2 separate regions of the Macaca mulatta genome follow, and region 1 is linked to region 2. The links are chromatin contacts, called in public Hi-C maps. All regions are on one chromosome and are shown on one strand. Each heading gives the region's core, a stretch centred on a gene start, on an enhancer-like site or on the middle of the called end of the contact. The rest is flanking DNA. Distances are from core to core; before and after follow the strand shown.

Region 1 (7,116 bases), core at 1,774-4,273, 110 kb before region 2:
TCCAAACATTATGCTAAGTGAAAGAAGACAGACACAAAAGACCACATTTTGTATAATTCTATTTAGATAAAATGTTCAGAAAAGGCAAATCTATCGGGACAGAAACTAGATGAGAGAGTCTTTTTCAAATGATGAAAGTTATGGAAAATTTGTGATGGTGTTTGCAGAATTCAATAAATATACGAAAAATCATTTTGCACTTAAAATGGGTGAGTTTTCTAGTAAGTAAATTACATCTCAATGAAGCTGTTGCACACATATCAGAAATAGTTGTTCATGAGAGCCATGGAGAGAGACAATGGGCCAGGCATTAAATATTCAAGAGATGACCCAGGGATCTGAGATGGCTGCAATGAGGGAGGGGTGGTGGGTAGTGGAGCCTGATGGTATGAGTTTAAAAGGAGCTGGGGGGTTTTGGAATGAGAGAGAGGCAATGGTCTGGGAGGAGATACGAAGAAAAAGGAGGACCTACATCCCACCTCTAGATCCAGTGGTTGAGGGGTACAAAGGAGAGCCTACCTCATTCTGTTTTTTGTTTTGTTTTGTTTTTGAGACGGAGTTTTGCTCTTGTTGCCCATGTTGGAGTGCAATGGCACGATCTCGCCTCACCGAAACCTCCGCCTCCTGGGTTGAAGCGATTCTCCGGCCTCAGCCTCCCGAGTATCTGGGATTACAGACATGTGCCATTACGCCCAGCTAATTTTGTATTTTTAGTCAAGATGGGGTTCCTCCATGTTGGTCAGGCTGGTCTTGAACTCCTGACCTCAGGTGATCCGCCTGCCTCAGCCTCCCAAAGTGCGGGGATTACAGGCGTGAGCCACCGCGCCCCGCCGCCTACCTCACTTTAAGAGGGTTGAAGGGAAAGCCCTGCCTTCTGGGAATAAGCAGACAAAATGGAGGAGGGAATGGTATGGGCAGGAAATTAGGTGGGAAAATGCTTACTTATGGGAAATGGCAAAGACCAACCTGACTGAATAGAGTATCAGTAAAGGAATGATATGACAGAAGCGGAGACATATTCATCCAGAGGAAACTCAAACTTCAGGCACCCTCACTTGCTTGGCCCTTCCAAGCACTTGGGAGGTGACTTAGCGATGTATTTAAGTGGTCCACATGGTTTTGTAAAATTTGTAAAGGTAAGCAGAGAATTTGGGTCTCATCAAAGCTGAGTCGGTGAATCTCTTCATAGGATATATTTTAAAAAGCTGAGTCAAAATGGAACTTCCCTCCCATCAGAAATAAAGGCAATAGTGCAGAGTATATAGTGATAGCTGAGCGTGGTGACTCACGCCTGTAATCCCAGCACTTTGGGAGACCAAGGCAGGTGGATTGCTTGAGCCGAGGAGTTCGAGACCAGCCCAGGCAACATAGCAAAACCCTCTATCTACAAAAAATACAAAAATTAGCTGGGTGTGGTGTGTGCACCTGTAGCCCCATCTACTGGGGAGGCTGAGGTGGGAGGATCGCTTGAGTCCAGGAGGGGAAAAAAAAAGGACTTTTCTTTTCCCTCTTTTATTATTTATTTGTTTGTTTGTTTGTTTGTTTGTTTAATTCTGAGACTGAGTCTCGCTCTGTCACCCAGGCTGGAGTGCAGTGGCCCGATTTCGGCTCACTGCAAGCTCCGCCTTCCAGGTTCACACCATTCTCCTGCCTCAGCCTCCCGAGTAGCTGGGACTACAGGCGCCAGCCACCACGCCCAGCTAAATTTTTTTGTATTTTTTAGAAGAGATGAGGTTTCACCGTGTTAGCCAGGATGGTCTCAATCTCCTGACCTTGTGATCTGCCCGCCTCGGCCTCCCAAAGTGCTGAGATTACAGGCGTGAGCCACCGCGCCCGGCCGTATTAATTTATTTTTATTTTTGTTCTTCAGAGACTGTGTTGCCCAGGCTGGAGTGCAGACCAGCCTGAGTTTGAGACCAGCCTGAGCAACATAGTGCAACCCTGTCTCTACAAAAAAAAAACTTAGGGAGGCATGGTGCCCTACACTTGTAGTCAGCTACTCTGGAGGCTGGGGTGGGAGGATTGGCTGAGCAGGAGAGGTCGAGGCTGCAGTGAGCCATGATTGCACCACTGCACTCCAGCCTAGGTGACAGAGCAAGATCCTGTCTCAAATATAAATAAATAAATAATAAAAATCAGTTGTTGGTTCAACTCAACTTTCTTAATTTTGTTTATTAATTTCTGCCTTTATCTTAATGTTCAGGATTATTTATTTATTTATTTGAGACTGGGTCTCGCTCTGTCGCCCAGACTGGAGTGCAGTGGCGTGGTCTCGGCTCACTGCAGCCTCTGCCTCCCGGGCTCAAGGGATCCTCCCACCTCAGACCCCCAAGTAGCTGGAATTACAGGCGCGCGCCACCATGCCCGGCTAATTTTTGTATTTTTTTGTAGAGGAAGGGTCTCGTTTTTTTGCCCAGGCTGGTCTTGAACTCCTGGACTCAAGCGATCCCCCTGCCCCGGCCTCCCAAAGCTCTGGGATTTCGGGCGTGAGCCACCGCGCCCGGCCTGGGCTTTCTTATTTTCTAATCAATGTATTTAAGGCGATACATTTTCCTCAGAGTGTCGCTTTGACTGCATGCCACAATGTGAATAATGACAGGCAGGAATGTATATTAGGCTCTCATTACAGTTAGTGCTCAATATTGGTTAGCTCCCTTTAACCTTATCCTGTACTTGGCGGACAAGCATTCGTTGGGCGTCCGTCCGACGCCAAGAAGCTCTTCAAAGCCACTTTCCCTGCCCAGCCTCTTTTCTCCCGCGCGGGCAACTCCAACCGGCCGGGCCGTCACGCCCCCTCACGTCACTCACCGCCCCGCCACGTTCCCATGACACCACGCAGGCGCCACCAACAAAGGCCCGAACCCTCCGTGCCCTTCCGCTTTTCCAAAGGCCTCTCTGCGACGACGGCAAGAAAAATAGTTCCTTGACAACTGAGCTCTTTCTCAGGAGAAGGCGGGACCAGGCGGGGCTTACAAGCGCAACGAAACGGAAGTCCGTGGTTCTTGTAACGGGATTGGACCCCGCGCTCCCAGGGGCGGGCTCAGATGGGCGGAGGGATTCGTTTTAAGCAACGGGCGGCCCTCCGCCTCCATTGAAGGCGGGGAAATACCGCGGCGCGGGCGGTAGTTGTTGTGGTTTCCGTTCTGAGCTCGCAGCTTAGGAGCTGAAGATCGCGGACTTAGCGTTCCCGCGTCCGAGTCCGGCCATCAGTGACTGCAGATCCGGAGGCCGGGAGCTCAACCACCCTTCTTCGGAACAGGGCCGGCCTGCTGCTGTGCCTTCGCCGCTCGGTGCCTGTATCTACTCCTGGGCCTAGCTCGGCTCCGGGGCGGCTTAGGAGAAGGCCGCCGGCGAGATGTTCAAAAATACGTTCCAGAGCGGCTTCCTCTCCATCCTCTACAGCATCGGCAGCAAGCCCCTGCAAATCTGGGACAAAAAGGTCGGGCTGGGGGCGGCGGCGGTGCGGGGTGGAGGGGCTACAACCCCTCCTCGTCTGGGGACTGGGGACGGGGAATGGTTGTGTCGAATTGGGGCCTGGGAGAGGCGGAGAGGACGCTGTGCCTTGTCCTCAGCCTGGCGGGACTGGGGCGCGAGGTGGGGGCGTCGTGTAAGCGGCGGAGGAGGTGAGGTGGTGCATGTGGGTGGGCGTGGCTGGGATCTAAGCGTCCTGCAGCTGTGGTGTGGTTAGGGCCACGACCCTTGCTGCTGACTTGACTTGGTCGGTCAGTCCCTTCTTTTGAGCCACTGTTTCCCCACCAATATAATGGGGTTGATGGTGCCCATCTCCTAGCATGAAATGCACGAACTTACTTGAGGGAGCTTCGTGGATGTACAGATGAAAGTACCTGCTATTCACGGATTCCAAATATTTACTGATATCCTGTTTTGTGCCAGGCACGGTACTGGGCGCTAGACACAGAGCCTTTGTTCAGGCACCCTTACAGAGGCGCCGACAGAAAAGCTCCGGCCAAGCCAGTGATGTTTAAATTTCATTCGTTTGCTCCCTTCCTCCCACTGATCCCAAATAAGTCAGAATTCAGTGGCCCTTGGCACCTGCTCCACACTCACTGTGACTTGCCTGTACTATGCCCTCGGTGCCTGATTTCTCCATCAGGAAAACTGCAGAATGCTGACAGTCAAAGTCTTGTTTGGATTAATAAACTCAGAGCCAAGTACAGGCCTCATCTTTATTCCGGCATCCACTAGATGATACTGTGTTTGGCCCCACGAGATGATGAGTCTATTTTTTGCAGATGTGAAGAAAGATCTAGCTGTCTATGAATTGGTCTGCATTTTATTACTTTGGTATTTCGTTCTTCATGCAAATTCCCAGGCAATCAGCTGTACTATTTCTTGAATATAAGTTACGGGAGGCACTCCAGTGTGGAATTTCAGTCATATTCTTAGTACTTCTCTCTGGGAGAATGTCGAGTGTGGGTATGATGAATGCTGCTTTTTATAGAGATGCATGTGGAATAATCTCAGCAGGGTTTATTGGTAATGAAGCCAAGAATTTTGGATTTTATCTCGGAACAAGCCTCTGTATTCCCTTATCCACAGATGAGAGCTATGGGCCACATAAAGTTGGGAGAGAACATGGGCAGCTTTCTGCCTGTCACCACCAACTCTGCGTTCTGAGGGCAGCTTTGAGGATGGTGTGTTCATAGTGTTACTTTCATAAGATAGTTGAAAAATCTGAATATAATGAAGTTGGGCCTTCGTGTATGTAAAATCTGCCCATCTCTTCTCTTTCAGATGATTCTATCCACAAGCTAGAGCTAGTGCCGGAGTACAGGACAGCAGTTCCTTAATGTTGCTGCCTTACTGAGGTTTTTGGTTTCATGGTTTTTTTCACAATGGAATAAAGCATCGTAAACTGTAAATTGCGTCTGTACAAAGAGAGCCCGGGGTGCCTGGGAACTTTGTAAGGAGATTGGTTTCCCAGCTGTCGCTTGACTCAGTTATGGGCTGTCAGAAGGCATCAAGAGAGGGGAGCCCTCTGTGCCAGTGGAATTTGGAAACTGAATTGTAACAAAGTGTCAGTATAAGGCAATTGAAATCGGGAATGGGACTTGACCTAGGAGGAGAGGTTTTCAGAGCAGATCAGAGAACTTACTAAAGCTCAAAGAATTCCTGTAGTAGGGAGGCCTCAGAATTTCTGTTAGGAAACTTGTATCAGTTTTCCATTTTAACCCTTCTGGGCTTGATCTTGTGTGCTGTGTTTTAGTTTTCAAATGTGGCTTTTTGACTGGTCAACATGTTTACCCAAGAATATAAAAGCAAAGTAACCACGGTGCACTGTGTCCCTTAACAACGCCACTAGAGGTTGGATGGTACCCTGATGACATAAACACGTGTGAAAACATTGTTAAATCCATTGGCAGGGTTACTTGGAGTAAATTAAAGAGACATTTTGGCAAAACCTTTAGAACATTCATTTCAAGCAAAATCTTCACAATGGTAAAAGTTAATTTTGTGTTTCTAACTCTTATTTAGACTCAATTGAAAAATGTTTAGGACTGAGGTTTTGTTCGCCTCTTGGGGCAAGGGAAGGAAAGAGAAGAAAAAAAGTTTGGGGCCATATCCCTCAGCTTTGTCGTGTGTGCTTTTTCTCAGCTATAAGTCCTCAGAAAGTGCTGGAAATTCAATCCAGTAAGGGGAATGCTGGGAATTGATGTACTTATTAAAGATTTATTGAGCGACAGCTGAGTGACAGGCTTTGTGTAGACTTGGGAAGATAGAGAAAACATTTTTCCTGCTCCCAGGGACTAAGGCAAAGTTGTAATAAGGACAGAGTTTGTGGGGAGTTGAGGACTGTCTACATTTAGCTAGACATGGCCTTGACTTTTGCCACTAGGTATATATTGACTGTGGTGCCTATTTATAGTTATTTTATTTCCAGAAAACTTTACTGTTTTCTTTCCTGAGTATATATAGAGAGAATTTCTGTTTGGTTTCTTTGAAGAATCTTGAGAAATTTGGTTTGACTGTTGTTTAGGCTCTGTGTCTGTGTAGAAGTGAGCACTGTATTCACAGTACCAGTGAATTTGCAAGCTTCCCTTTTTATGAGGATGGCTTGCTCATTCGTGTTTGTAACACCTGCAATTTATTTGACACTCTGAAGCTCACAGCCCCTCCCCTCCATCTCATCCTTCGGATCTCAACTTAAACATTCCTTTCATTAGGAATTTGAGTTAAGCCTCATGGGTACGCCTGTGGCTGGCAGTTTTCTATTGTAGATCGTCCACTGGACTGCAGGTTCCTTAAGCGAAGAACAGTATCTTGCCTAAGAACCTCAGTGCTAGGGCATGGTCAGACATCTTGGATTTGCATCCTGGCTGTGCTGTGTTCCAGTTGTGTGACCTTAGCCACGTCCTTAACCACTCAGTTTTCTCATCTATTTCTCACGGTTATGAAGATTCAGTGAAGCTGTATGTAAAGTCCTTAGCAACAGAGTTATAGTATATGCAGTCATGCACCACATGATGGCGTTTTGGTCAACGACAGACCTTACACATGACAGTGGTGCCATAAGATTATCATGGAGCTGAAAAATTCCTATCGCTTAGTGACATAATAGTTGTTCGTTAAGTCAAATGCAGTACTCGTGTTTGTGAGTAGGTGTAAACCAACCTACTCCACTACCAGTCATGTAAAAGTGTAGCATATACAATGATGTATGGTGCCTAACACTTGATGATAAATGACTATGTTACTGGCTTATGTATTTACTGTACTCTTTATCATTATTTTATTGTATTTTATTTTTCTGAGACAAGGTCTTGCTGTTGTCCAGGCTGGAACGCGGTAGCACATCAGGGCTCACTGCAGTCTCGATCTCCTGGGCTCAAGCAATCCTCCCACCTCAACCTCCCAAGTAGCTGGGACTACAGGCCCTCACCAGCACACCTCGCTAATTTTTCTATTTCTGTAGAGAACAGGGTTTCTCCATGTTGCCCAGGTGGTCTTGAATTCCTATGCTCAAGCAGCCCTCCTGCCTCAGCCTCCCAAAGTGCTAGAATTACAAGCATGAGCTCCCGTGCTGGGCCTTATCATAATTTTAGAACATACTTCTACTTACAACAACAACAAAAAGTTGCCGGGCGCGGTGGCTCA
Region 2 (6,764 bases), core at 1,326-3,825:
ACGGTCTGTGATAATGCAACCACAGCTTCTTCCCTGGCAGCACTGAGCTGTGGGCACTCCCTGAACTGGGGGGCTGGGGTAGGGGTGAGATGGAACCGGAAAAGCAGAAGAGAGAGAGAGTGAAGCCCCCTCCGACTACAGGTCCCTGCACCCCAGAGCAGCTCCTGGCCAGCTAGGGTGCCATTAGCAATGCACAGCCATCAAATTCCATCACTGCTTCCTATGTACAGACACCATCCCTAAGTAAATTAGAAACTCAAGGGTGGGATTATGACTTGAAATTCTTTGGCACTCCAGCCCAGAGTGGCAGGTGGGCCCAAACGGCACTCTCCGCCCAGTACTTGGGTCACTGGCTGAGGGGTAATCCTCACCAACAGGAACCCCCTAAAACTCCTGCCTGCCTGTGTGAATGGGGTGGGGGAGGGTGGCCAGACTGGGTTGGGGCGGGGCTCCTATCCTGCCTCCTGCCAGGGCCTGGCTCCTTGCAGCTCTCCCTGGCCTGGCCAGGGAGGGAGGACAGAGCAGGTGGGGAACTGGCTGGGACGTGTAACTCGAGCCCAGGAGGAATTCCCTGCCCTTCCTCTATGCTTTTATTAAAGTAGGGAGGGGAAGGGCAAGCTTCCATCGGAAAAATCTCCCAGGGAGCCCGGGGAGATGGGAAAGCCGCCGTGGGCCAGGGAGGGAGCACCAGCCCAGCTGCAAATAGAAACGGCGCTCCGGCCCGCAGCCCGGGCAGCCCAAGGGCACCAAGGCCTGAGCACCGTGCAGAAGCGGCTCCGGGTGGTTCTTTCTCCCTACTCCCGGCCCAATCCTCTCCCCGCCTATCTGGGGCAGGGAGCAGGTCTTAGAAGTCGGGGAAGAGAGGACCCTGCTCTTGCTCTGGGGCAACAGAGCTGGCGCCTTCAGTGTCCTCGCTCGGGAGACACCATGGAGCTGGGGCGCTGGCTGGACCCGGCTCTACGCCGGGATGCCGCGCCTGGTCACCCGCGGGAGCCATCCACAGCGGGGCCCCAGGAGGGACGCCAAGAGGGCTCCTAGCCAAAAGAGGCGCGGGGTCCACCCTCTCCCACCCGGGGCTTCGACGTAGGGGGGCTGTTGGAAGGAAGCGCTGTGGGAGGCAGGGTCCGTCCTTAGGACCCCGCCCGGGCGTGGCCAGGCTTCCTCGCAAGAGCGCAAGAAAGTAGCCAAAGCGCCCCCGCAACCCGAGTCCGCTGCCTCAGCTGTTTGCACCCATCCCCCCCGCATCCCGGCCCGCCGTGTGCGCCTCGCTATCACCCAGACGAGAGGCTACCTGGGCAGGAGCGCTGTTGCCCAGCTGCCCAGCTCCTGCTCCGCCTGTGGCTGTCCCCGAGAGCAGCCCCCTCCCCACTCGCAAAGAGCGCCACTGCGCGCCAGCCGGGCTCTCGAGGAATCGGCTGCCCTGGAGGGAAGGAAGGAGGGGAGGCAAGGGCTGGGGGCGGCGGAAGCGGCTCCCGGGACACAGGCTGAATGTGGGGGGACCGGGGTGGGGGCTCAGTGCCCAGAACAGGGCTGTACTCGGAGTAGCGGGGAGGCGCGAGCCCTGCGCCCTCCAGGGTTTGGGAAGAGGTGCGCTGCAGAGGGCGAGCTGGGGAGGGGCAGCCTGCCAAGTCCCCTTTCTTCCCCGCCACGGCCCAGAACAGGGGGCGCGTCTCCGCTCCCTCCACCTCCACGTCTCATGCTGCGGGCGTGGCGCCTCCCTCTCTAAGCCCCCAGCCCGCAGCCAAAGGGCAGGGCGGGGGTCTTACCTCGGCATGGACCTCTGCGTCTTCGGCCGCTACGCCAAGGCCCAGGCAGCCCAGAAGCACCAGGAGCAGCGGCAGCAGTCGCGGCCGCGCCGCCTCCTCCCAGTCGCCAAGGAGGCTGCCAGTCCAGCCCGGCCGTCCGGGCGCGCTCCGGTTGCTGCCCATGCTCTCGGCGCCCAGCCCGGCCCGGAACACTGCACGCCGGGTCCTCGCACGCGCCTTGGAAACTTGCGACGCTCCCTGGCTCCTGGCCCGGCGGGCGCGCCGCGCACCTCAGGCTCCCGGTCCCCGCTGGAGCCGCCTAGGTCGCCTCGGCAAATTCCCAAGCCCGAGGAGAAGCGGGCAGGGCAGGTCCGGGAGCTCGGAATCAGCGGGCGGGAAAGGGGGCCGGCCGGAGCTACCCCCCGCGGGGTCCCGCAGCCTTGGCGCCCAGAGCCTGGGGCCCGGCTCCCGAGAGCGAGCGCAACTCCAGAGCCTTTGTCTGGCTCAGCGCTCCGGCCGCCCGGTCCCGCGGCGCCCCCTGCGCGCCCAGCTCCCTCTGTCCATGCCCGGGGCCGGGCGCTGCCCGGAGCGCGTGCCTCCTGCCCAGGGATTCTGCTCGCCGCCGCGCCCGACCGGGCCCGGGTCCCCACGCAGTCCCGGGAGGAGGCGCAGGGAGCCCACCCGAGAGAGCGAGCGAGCAAACCAGCCAGCCAGCCAGCCAAGGAGCGGGCGCCCGACGTCCCCGGCGAGTTCAGCGCGGCTCCGGGCGCTCCCAGCCCTCCTCCCCGCGCGCCGCGGCCGCCGCGCTCTTAAAGGGCCAGCGTGCTCCCAGTGCGCGGACCCGGGCGGGGACCGGGGGCGGTGCCCCAGCCAGCGGCTTCTCACGAGCAGGTGCGGGCGGCCGAGGCCCGGCAGGTGGGCGGCCCATTTACTCTTCCCAGAGGGCGGGAAACGTCTCCAGCCCACCCCGCGTCACTCTCAACCCAGCGTCTGGGGGACAGGGGTGACCTCCAACGCGATCCCCCGTGGAGGGAGGAAGCAGGGAAGGCGTGGTCTCCCTGCCTGGGAGGAATGAAGACTCCTCCTTAGGGATCCTACCTGGTGGGTGGGGGTGATACTGAGGCTGAGGGGGACGGGAAGGAGGTCTTAGGGGAGGGACCAAAGAGTCGTTTTATATATATATATGGAAATTTGTCAGCCTGAAATCTCTTTTCAAAAGCCACAGGGTGTCTCTGGCCATTGAGTAACTTTCCTCATTATCAAAGTGAGGGTTTTGTGCGCGTCGAGGGCGCGTTGCGGCGGACAAGGGGCAGGTTTAGGAGGGACACGGTTCAAGTTCCGAGTCCGCCCATTAGCTGCAGCTTGCACGTGGGCAAATTAATCTCTCCGAGTCTCCATGTTCTTATCGGGAATGTGGGGCAAAGAGTTGGAGTGAGTGCGAGGTAAGGCTTCCGGTTCTTGGCCTGGCGCAATAGGTGCCCAAGCACTTTGGCCACTGGCTAGTGCGAGTGAAGTGCGACAGTGCGGCCCGACGCGGCGCGGGGCGGGTGGACACACCTCCCCGCGAAACTTAATGAGCTGGCGTTCATTCTATTCCGGAAGCAGCTTGAGGTCGGGGCGGGGTGGATGCAGGAGGCCAGAGCTGAGAGGCCCGGGTCGAAGGTCCACCGAGACCCGGGGGCCAGGCCAAGGGCAACCCTGGAGACTGACCGGCGTGGTCAGTGGGTGAGGGCGGCAGGCAGGAGGGCGGAGACCGTATTCCTTATCTTCAGACCCGGAAATGGAAGCTGTCCTCACCTGAGGGCGGTTTTCTCTAGAGCAGGCCCGCGGGGCACCCCAGCCGGCCTCACCTCCCGGAAACTGGAAATCAGGAGACCTGGCAGGGCGCCTTAGAGAGCGCGCATTTGAACCCTCCTGGGATGTCCTTGGGGAAAGGAAGTCGGAATTTAGAGAAAGGAACCGGGCAATTTCATCATTTCCACGGACTCACTTCTCTGTAGGATCCCTCATCTGGGAAGTGGGTTTCTAAATTCTCCACTTTGAAATTTGCTTTTGGGAAATGTGCAGTGGTCTTCAGACACAGACAACAGGGCTGTCCTTGTTTAACTGACCACGTTGCACTCTTTCATGATATTTAGTCCCGATTAGCCAATTTAAAAAAGTTTGGGGCTAGGAAAAGTGGCTCAAGCTTGTAATCCCAGCACTTTGGGAGGCCGAAGCGGCAGAATTGCTTTAGCCCAGGAGTTCAAGACCAACCTGGGCAACATGGCAAGACCCCATCTCTACAAAGAATACAAAAATTAGCCAGGCGTGTGTACATCTGTAGGCCCAGCTACTTGGGAGGCTGAGGTGGGAGGATCACTTGAGCCCAGGAGGTTGAGGCTGCAGTGAGCTATGATCATGCTGCTGCCCTTCAACCCAGCTGACTCAGAGCGAGACCCTGTCTTAAAAAAAAAAAAAAAAAAAAAAAGTTGGGGCTTAAGGGGCTATTAGTGAGAGGAGCCTAGGAATGAATGGAGCAACATTCTTAAAGGCCTGGGTCAGTCAAGTCTGGTGATTTTCTCTCTGTTGGAGGTTCCTCTCTTGGGGTCCAATCCTGCCTTAAGGAAATGACATCCCCTGTGACCATATCTTGAAGCTCCCAATTATTGGGTCTGGCTCCTATAGGTACTTTGGGAATCCAAGGTGGATTTGCATGTACATCCAACCCAAGATAGCTGGGTTTCTACTGGGTCTGGCCAGCACCCAAAGCCCAAAAGGACTAGTCAGTGGGACTGAGATGTGTGAACTCCAGCCCCTCCATCAAGAACTTTATTTATTTATTTATTTTTGAGACGGAGTCTTGCTCTGTCGCCCAGGCTGGAGTGCAGTGGCGCAATCTCGGCTCACTGCAAGCTCCGCCTCCCGGGTTCACGCCATTCTCCTGCCTCAGCCTCCCGAGTAGCTGGGACTACAGGCGCCCACAACCGCGCCTGGCTAATTTTTTGTATTTTTAGTAGAGACGGGGTTTCACCGTGGTCTCGATCTCCTGACCTTGTGATCCGCCCGCCTCGGCCTCCCAAAGTGCTGGGATTACAGGCGTGAGCCACCACGCCCGGCCATCAAGAACTTTAAACCTTATCCATATTTTGCCAATATCGTTTCATCTATGCCCTGACACCCCCGCCCACCAGCACACACCTTTTTTTTCTTAGTCTTTTGAATGAAAGCCCAGACATGGTGTTTCACAGCAGTTTCATTTAGAGGTCCTGATGTGGTGTGAGGGGTTGTAAAAAGCTCTGGATCAGAAGCCAGGTCCCTGGGTTTTTGCCTCAGCTGTAATTTACTGGGCAATCGGAGCAAGTTATTCCCCTCTTTGGGTTTGTTTCCTCGTTTGCGAAAGGAGAGTTCTGAGGTCGTAGGGGAGGTCTCCTGTTCGGTGAAGGAAAGTAGCTGTGGGCTGGAACTGGGCCCAGGACACCCCCTCCTCCAGCTCTCCCCTCCAGGGGCCCCTCAGGCGATGCACCCACCCAACACACCATCAAAGGTGAAGCAGGCCTTGGGACTCTTGGTGCCAAGACAAGGAATAAACAAACAAGCCAAGGTAATTTCCCTCTCCCTTGGAAACAAAGCTGGGGTGGTCTGGAGAGGCGCTGGAGAGTGCCAGGTGGAAATCAGCCAAACAGGCGTGAGATGATTTCCCTGCCCTGTGGGGAACATCTGAGGACACCGAGGCCAGATGTGTTGATTTTGTACTCTCCCTGGTGTGATAAAATCCTCATCAAGAGCATTTCTTTGGGCCAGCCTGCCTGGCGGGGACTGCAGCCTGCTCTGGTCTTCCCTGTGTCTCCAGAGTTGTCTCCGAGGTTTCTCCTCTTATGGAGAATCTCCTCTTATGGAAGAGCCCCGGCTGCTTCTGCACTGTCAGCGGGAGCGCTTGCTCAGCGGGCTCACTCTGCTCCAGAGGCACACTCAGTGTCTGGGTGCCCGCCAAGCTCCTGCCGCCAGCCTCCTCAGGCCCAGCCTGCCCACCCCTCCCCCTCAGCGAGGCTCCTGCTTCCTTCCTCCATTGCCACCTTCCATTCTCCATTGAGGAGCCGGTTATTGATCTTGGCCCATTTCTCAAAGTTGCTGCACTCAAATTCCATCCTCAGCACAGACGGACTCCCCAGCCACATCCTCCCCTGGGGGGAATGGCCCCATCCCTCTTCCTGGGCTTGTTGATGGAGGTCTTACCTCACACCTGCCCCCCTCCCAATAAGAGCCAGTACCGAAGTTTGGGGAAGTGCCATGTTGAGGATGCAGATTCTTCTCTGTGCTCCCTGCCTGTTCAGCCCTGCTGTGAGCACCCAGAGGGCAGACCTAGTCTGGTTCACCAAGTGCCCAGTTCAGGGCCTGGCACAGGGCAGGTGTCAGTTAAGTACAGGCTGCACAGCCAGAGGTGCCGTGTTGCCTGCAAGCCAGAAAGGATGCCCTGCATCTTCCTCCTCTCCAGAAGAACCAACCCAATAATGAGTTGGAGTCAGATCAATGCAGTGGGGAGCAGGAACAAGGCCCAGAAAGTGCCTGGGTCTTTCAGTGCAGCGGCTGGGAGGCTGCCCCTTTCAGGAAAGGCGGGGCAGTGGGGGCCACCATGGGAGCCTGGGCAACAGGCCCCTCGCCCCACACCTTTCCCTCAAGCCCTGTGTCCCCACTCAGATGCCAGGCCTGACCATGAGGTGGTGTGCTGGGCTGGATCAAGGCTGCCCCAGCACAGGACCTGAGGTTAGGGCTGAGTACGGCCCTTCCTTGTGATTTCTCATACAAGCAAGTCACTTAACCTGTTCTTTTAACAGCGGACTAGCCATCCCCACCCTGTTTACCTTTCGGGGGGATACTGGAAGACATGAGAAGGTATCGGGAAGCACTCAGTGTCACAGCAGTATAAGGTGTCAATGTCTGCCTATGTGGGTGAGGGATGAGGGTGGTGACCCCTGCCACATGCCTAGCTCCAGGCTAGATGTGCTATGTGAGAACTCTGTGTGTAGACCTTGCAGGCCG

Evidence for each region. A called contact is a pair of places that touch in the nucleus more often than the background predicts.
Region 1: a contact with region 2 is called in a Hi-C map of liver, with 4 times the contacts expected there. The contact joins the promoter of CFAP20 here to the promoter of MMP15 in region 2. A contact is called at or near these places in 5 of 14 Hi-C or Micro-C datasets (cortical neurons, fetal cortex germinal zone, fetal cortical plate and 2 more).

Annotation. Positions count from the first base shown.
Region 1 is chr20:53,744,452-53,751,567 of T2T-MMU8v2.0, reverse strand. CFAP20 (cilia and flagella associated protein 20) reads left to right here and starts at 3,023. Exons shown (of 6, transcript NM_001194181.1): 1 at 3,023-3,439. The coding sequence starts at 3,356. LOC144338062 (a long non-coding RNA gene) reads left to right here and starts at 6,137. Exons shown (of 2, transcript XR_013411835.1): 1 at 6,137-6,877.
Region 2 is chr20:53,638,647-53,645,410 of T2T-MMU8v2.0, reverse strand. MMP15 (matrix metallopeptidase 15) reads right to left here and starts at 2,575. Exons shown (of 10, transcript XM_001101050.5): 1 at 1,767-2,575. The coding sequence starts at 1,928. It overlaps LOC144337766, which reads left to right and starts at 1,927. Exons shown (of 3, transcript XM_077984765.1): 1 at 1,927-2,636; 2 at 5,231-5,328. The coding sequence starts at 1,927.